2 separate regions of the Danio rerio genome follow, and region 1 is linked to region 2. A link is a contact called in public Micro-C data. All regions are on one chromosome and are shown on one strand. Each heading gives the region's core, a stretch centred on a gene start, on an enhancer-like site or on the middle of the called end of the contact. The rest is flanking DNA. Distances are from core to core; before and after follow the strand shown.

The links. Hi-C and Micro-C count contacts between places; a contact is called where the count stands out from the background.
Region 1: a Micro-C map of caudal fin shows a contact between it and region 2, with 4 times the contacts expected there. The contact joins the promoter of maf1b here to the promoter of grpel1 in region 2. A contact is called at or near these places in 2 of 18 Hi-C or Micro-C datasets (caudal fin and hematopoietic stem cells) and 2 of 4 datasets of contacts at active chromatin or transcription factors (embryo and gastrula embryo).

What each region holds. Positions count from the first base shown.
Region 1 is chr7:40,424,545-40,428,050 of GRCz12tu, forward strand. maf1b (MAF1 homolog, negative regulator of RNA polymerase III b) reads left to right here and starts at 1,941. Exons shown (of 8, transcript NM_001030239.1): 1 at 1,941-2,418; 2 at 3,080-3,164. The coding sequence starts at 3,082. The region is part of intron 1 of esyt2b (extended synaptotagmin-like protein 2b); the gene reads left to right. It overlaps shrprbck1r (sharpin and rbck1 related), which reads right to left and starts at 327. Exons shown (of 14, transcript NM_001111200.1): 1 at 1-327. The coding sequence starts at 115.
Region 2 is chr7:40,091,788-40,095,652 of GRCz12tu, forward strand. It overlaps grpel1 (GrpE-like 1, mitochondrial), which reads right to left and starts at 1,725. Exons shown (of 4, transcript NM_001037384.2): 1 at 1,623-1,725. The coding sequence starts at 1,690. All of the region lies in intron 1 of esyt2b (extended synaptotagmin-like protein 2b), which reads left to right.

The DNA of each region.
Region 1 (3,506 bases), core at 691-3,190, 330 kb after region 2:
TCACCGACATCAAAACAGTGCTGCATGCCGACTGCGAGGCCTCGTGGCCGAGGTGAGACGACGAGGACTGGGCCGGCGGAGATGCTTGAGTCCACCCGCCGGAGCTCAGCGACATGCCGCCGCCACCGACTCACTACTTCAGGCGGGGATTTATCGCGTTGACACCCCAGTACAAGCCAGCGTTTCTGCGCTAATATGATGCTTGGAGATGTCCTACAACTCTCTGATCCGGACATTTACGCAAAAGTCGCGGCCTTGTCATCTTTGTTTTAGTTTCGGATAGAGGGAAGTTGAGCGTCAGAGCAGGAAGAAACACACGGCTCCAACAGAGACAGACATTTTATCTGCGCGCGTGTGTGTGTGAGTGTGTGTGTGTGAGTGAGAGAGAAATACGCCTCCTGTTGAAAACACACTCACATACACTCTGCTTAGGGGATATCCCGATTTTTAATGCCAGCCAAGCTTATATTTCATCCCAAGAACTTTAACTGTAATGTAACTAGGCTGATAATTATGTGGGTAAGTTACTGTGACATGCTGCAAAAATACTGAGCTGTACGTGGTTAAGCTTTATCGTTTTTGCTTTGTTACCAGGTGTTCAACCATCACAGCTGAACATGATATTGTAGTGGTAAAACATAAATAGTTTGATTAGTTATATCCAGATCTTTCCATTAAAATCTAAAGCTAAGCTAAAATCTAATTGGTTCAAAATAACCCTATAAAATCACATCACAATAACATTAACTCAATTAGTAAACACTTTCACACACACACACACACACACACACACACACACACACACACACACACACACAAATGATTGTTGTTAATTTTTTCAGTTGTTTATGACACATTTTTAGACTGGTGGAAAATCTATAACAATGTTAAAATAAATGTTTATTTTTTTTAAAACAGTTTAATTATTACAAAAAGAATGAAAATAAACTTTTTAGATGAAAAATTGCAAATTGATAAAAATGACAGATGATAATAAATTATTTAAAATGAACGATTAATATCTGATTTGCTTTTTATTAAAAGATTATCATTGTTGAAAGAAATTTTTTTAAACATTTAATTAATCAAATAGCCTAATTATAATATGTATACAGGAAAGCATTTGAAAATGTTGAAGTATGACACAAATAACTAATCCAAAATAAAAAAATATTGTATATATAAATAAGTACAAAACTATAAATTAGTTAAAATTCACATTTATTAAATTTAATTTTTCCAAATAATATATTTTTTATTTAATTAGTATTTTTATATTGATTCATGAAAGTATAAGCTGGATCTTACATCTTAAACAAGAAACTAGATGTAGCCTATGTTTGTTTTTGTTTTTTTCATTTTCAGATGGGTGACACATGATAATTATTTGAGGGTCCATGATTGAACCCCCTGGGTTTGAAAAACAATAGAAAACACATATAATAATAATACGAATATACATTTAGCTTTATTTGTCACTTCATCCATAAACTTGAGACTACGTCCTAATTGTCACGTCTCTAGTAGCAGAGGATCAAGTTACCGCATTGCATTTCAAACACCTTCTCGAAACATCTCAACAGCTTCTATTCATGCAGATATTCATGCATTCAATTCTTAATAATCTGTGTTTAAACAGTTTCAATGATACCATTTTTGCTCCACTAATAAAAAAATATAATATGTACGCAAACAAACACTTTACAAAGAATTCAGAAAACGTTCAATCGCTCTCTGTTCATTTAAATAATGTGCCCATTTCGCCAATAGAATGAACAGAACATTTAATTGACAGACTAAATAGCCAATAGAAAAGTCCATATTATTTTACACGACACACATAGTAGGTGTGGTCATGTTCAACGGAAATGTAAAGACTGCTGAGAGGCGTGGCTTATAACTGTTTTCGGATATAGTGACTGGTGTTGGATGCGGTCGATGTTTTCACGGATATATGACAAGAAACAGGAGAAATATTCTCAAACGATTGGGTACAAGCGCGAATTGAAGCGTCGCTCGAGCAATTCGCGCCATTTAAAGCGACGCTTATCTCGTTTTCAGAAGGTACATTTGTTGTAGGTCAAATAAGGGGATGCTGCTGCTGCAGTCGCTGACTTGGAGCTCGACACAATCGCTGGGTTTTATGTTAAGTTTAGTCGTAAGTAGAGGCTTTGAGATAAGAGAAAACGCCTGCAGAATATGTCAATCTCGACCGAGTCATTTTCACATATACTGAAATTACATTGTGCAACTTATTTGATATACAATCAACTGCGCGCGTAGACGCCAGAGCATTTGAGCTCGTTTTGTGTTGTTAAAAGAGCAGCTCTGTAAACCAAACGGCCCGTGAGCCCTTCTTTCCTCAAATATATATTTATATATATTGTTTTATCTGGAAGTGGGTGTACAACAGGAAAGGTAAGTTCAACAAATGAATAAGATTTTATGTCGTCAATACTAACTGCATAAATGGTCAATGTAAATTAGGTCAGCTGATGTTGCTATACTCTAACTGTGAATGTGTTCATTACCACAATCAACTCGCCTATTCTTAGTCTAATATTGTCCTGCTTACTGTTTTTTTCTTTAGTAAAATGTCCCCTTTTTACTTTCTTTTTTACCTTTACTGCTTCAATGTTACACCCAGGTCGATATAAGTAGGAAGTGTTTCGATGGGTTGGTGGGGGAGGGGGCAAATGGGCTAGGATCATTGTTTTCATTTATGTCGACAAATAATACGCCTTTTTGCTATAATATTAATAGTATAATCTATTCATTTTACTTTTTTTTTTTACAATCTTTAAACATTGAAATAATTGTATATTTCAATTAAAGCATTGCTTTTGGTAATGCATTATTGTATCGATTTATGTAGTCAAATGTGTCCATGGGTACATTTATCTTTAAGGAACGTAATGTACTTACTTTGTATGTAAATAAGCAACTCTACACTCTGCCAACTGTTTCCACCTGTGCTTCTCGATGTCAGTGTTTTATTTCAACTTGAATGAATAATTTGCAGTGAACCTGATTATTCGCAAACACGAAACATCGCAAATCCCTCTGTTCTCTTTTGCAGCTATGAAGCTTTTAGAGAATTCCCGTTTTGAGGCTTTGAGCTCTCAGCTGTGTGTTGAAACTGGAGATGCTCAGATCATTGGCAGGTATGAATATGAATACTCACCTTTGGTGTTTGTAAGTTTTCTGTAAACATTCGTTCAATCATTTTGATATGCAAAAGTGGGGAATACATGAAATTTGTCTCTAACCTTATACCTTTCCTAGCTCATAAGACCTTCATTCATATTTAAAACACAAATGAAGGTGGTTTTATTAAAACTGAGTAATTTTTTTCTGTTTTGTGTCTATTTCTAAAGATAATTCTGTTATTAGAGATTGTTGGTAAAATTATATATAAATGGATGTTTTCAATGAATATGTCACTTGATGGTTATACCACCAAGATGCCACAATGACTTAAATTAAATCTGTACATCACATTGATC
Region 2 (3,865 bases), core at 475-2,974:
TACATTCACACCTAGCCAATTTAGCTTATTCAATTCACTTACTGTTTAGTGCATGTTTTTGGACTGTGAGGGGCAACTGTAGCATCCGGAGGAAACCCACACAAACACAGGGAGAACATGCAAACTCCATACAGTAATGCCAACTGACCCAGCCAGGGCTCGAACCAGCGACCTTCTTGCTGTAAGGCAATCGTTCTACCCACCGCGCCACCGTGACAACCCTACTGTATTTTAATTATATCATATTTTATTAAACAGTGGATTTAATAGACAGTTTATTGATTAATTATGATTAACTATTAAGATAAAAGATAGATTATAGATTAAAAAAGCTCAGGTTTCCCACTTCAAAATATTTATTGATTTTTTTTTTGTCAGAACTTGGAACATGAACGACTTTAAAAAGATTGCAAAATTGATTCCTACTTGGAGTTTATGTAGAGGTAATATAATGTCTTAATGATATCTAACAGGGAGTAGTGTTACAACTTAAACTGTTCACTTCCAATATATCAGTAACGCTAGGTGGGATTTTTACAGTGCATGTGAAGCTGTCAACACTAAACAGATATTTTAAGCTTTAGATCTAAGCATGTAATGAATTACAGAAAAAAGGTTTATGCTTTGAATGGCTTAATTATATTTCGAATACATGGGATTTGAGATTAGGCATGGGAGGAAAACACCGTTTTCAAATGTATACCACGACTCGGAAAAGTCAAGTTTTTAAAACCGCCAAAATTTTCTGCTATACCGTTCCTAAGGTATATGAAAGATGTTTTTATTTATGTTTTTTTTTTTTTTTGGGACAATAGTATCTTCAGCAGAAAAGCTACCCAATATGCTGTTTTAAATTTTAAAGAAATTAGTGTTTTTGTAACTAATGAAGACGATGAATAATTATTTTTCAGCCTGACATGCTTCAAAATACTTTAAATGCTTCTCAAAATAAGATATAAGTTATTGTGTTCAAAGGGGGGAAACAGTTGTTTTTTACTCTGACATTTAAAAAGAATATATTTTGAAGCAGTAATCACAATACCGTGAAACCGTGATATTTTTTTCAAGGTTATTATACTGTCAGAACCTCATACCGGCCCATGCCTATTCGAGATAACTGAAAAATATCAGTTAGGAGAATGAAACACTGGCAGTACTGTACACCAGTAAGTCTTCAGATCTAGCTTTGACACAAGCACGTGTCGGAAACAAGTCTGTCACTGACATGCCAAGGAGGGAAAACTATTTTCTTTTACAATAAAAAAGCATAATACAACTGAAACCTACATCCTAAACTCAGGTCACATACTTTTTTGTAAAGAAAGATATGCAATAGGACAGACCTGAAAGACCAGTAAAGCAAACTTCACTGCGTTATCAATGATCACTTCTGACTAATAAAAAAAACGTAAGTGTATTTGGCAGGGCAACACGCAAGACTGTCACAAACTGTCATTAAAATGAAAGTAAGGTAAACTGATGGTCATTGAACATCAGCACGAATCATTCAATTCTGAACAGCTTACGCAACAGCAAGAACATTCATTCATTTGTTCCTTAAAACCCAAAAAATTACCCAAGCTTTGACATCAACAACACGCCTTAGCAAAGCTGAAACATACCTTACTAGTGAAGGGGACGCTAAGATTGAAGAGCTGTGTCTGATCGCGCGCACGCACCAGTTCGCCATCTTTACTCACTGACTGTCCAAGATGAGACACACGCACGGAACGTCGTCTCATTCAACCAATCACATGTGCAGTTCTTTCACGACTGTCGGGCAGGACCAATAATCGTCCCAGTCTAAACTGACGCAATTCTGTAGTTTGGTTGAGAGGAAGGTCGAAACATTTTACACGTGACACAGGACGGGGTATTTGCCTGGCCCACTGAAGGTTACCGCATACTGCCATTACTCAACTAACATGAGGATTTTACATCACTCTATGTTCGATTATTAAGAAAACACACATGAATAAATCTATAATATGATTAAGGAATTGTAATTAACTGGACTGGATCCCACGTGTTTGCTCTCTGAATAATGTAAAATGTAGATGCAGCCATGATATAGGCTATTAAATATTAATAGCGAATGTTAAAAGAGATGCACTGACATAAGTAACACGAATGATGGAATCTATATAAAAAGGCTTATTGTTTAATGTATCATTTCTTCAATTTTTTTTTTTTTTTGCAATAATAAAAAAAGCTTGTCTGTATTCAAATACAAAGAAAAATGCCTGAATCTTCTGTTAAGCAGACAGCTGACTTGTTTACTCTTTAAATTTAGGACAGTAATCCTGTGCCTCAGCTTTGTCTGTCTCTTGGACAGCAGGTCAACTGTAGATTGAGGTAGGGAAATCCCAATTTGTTTCCTGATTTAGGCTCAGTGACATTCAGTGAATCAGTTTCACACGTTTCCATGAGATGGAAGTTTTCCAAAAGTTTCCCATTGAAATTCATATGAAATTTCATATTTTATTTCATAGAGACGCTTCTGTGTCTGTAAGCAATTTGTTTATAAACTGTGATTATGCCATACATTTTGTCTGCATTTGTACAAGTTGACCTGCTTCAGGAGTTGTTGTAGTGAGCTTGTATTTGTGCATTTTGTTGTCTGACGTTATTTCTGATTTCGAAAAACAATTTCAGGATATGATACATTTTTGAAGTATGGAGTATATATATATATATATATATATATATATATATATATATATATATATATATATATATATATATATATATATATATATATATATATTATAGATTAATTTTATAGGCTGCTTTTTATTTTTAAAATTCTAACATGAATTATGTAGTATAGAGCTACAATTCAGTATACATCAGTCAAATCTCAAATAATCATTCTGCGATATTGGCAGCTGTTTGTGTAGCTTCTTGGTGAACTAAGACCTGAAAGCATGTGCAAATGCCACTAATAATTTACATTGTGTACTTACACAGAATAAAGCATGCAACATAATTCACAATAGCATTCTAATAAACAGAGAGAATAGTGTTGCATCTACATATTTTAAATAAACTCTATGTTGTCATGGTCATGTGTTTATTTATCTCTTTGAGTCATTATCCTACACTATATGGATTTCCCATAGACTTGTATTTCCTGGTTTCCTTCTGGACATATTTGGTTGTTCTGTGTGACTCTGTACTTTCCTCACATGATGTACAAGACAATTGCAGCTTTTGCTAAATTGCAAATGCAATTTCATGTCGATTTATCATTCAGGCCTACTACATAATATTCCACGAACAACTATTAGGGGTATTTTAACAAAATTGAAGTCATTTAGAGGTTGGAGAACGGTACGTCTCTGTCTGCACAGTGTCAAGTGTAAAGTTTGGTGGGGTGTATGATGTGGGGATGTAACTTCAGTTCCAGTGAAAGGAACTGACAAATTCATGCACCCGCCTTTGTGGTAAAAGTTTAGGGATGGTTCTGTTCTCTCTCACCTGCCTCAATACCACAGCCCTGGAGCAAGACACTGATTCCCCCAACTGCTCCAAGGGCAGAGCACAAATTTCAAGTATGGGTCACCATACTTAACTACATCCCATGTCTTTCACTTTTTTCTGTTTTGAATTGCTCTAGTACCCAGTTTAATGTAAATGTTATTCATTCTGTCAATGAGCCTCCTTTTAAAATTGCATGAAATTGGCCAGCATTGGTACATTGAAAGTGATGTCATTTCGCATTAGTTACCACAATGCACTGCATCAAAAGCTATAAAATGCTTGCTTCAGAGGCAGCATTCCAAGTCAGGAAGGCACCACGGCATGTCCGAATCCAAATTCTACTTTATATCCTGTCTCTGGAGGTTTCTCCTGATGGAATTTC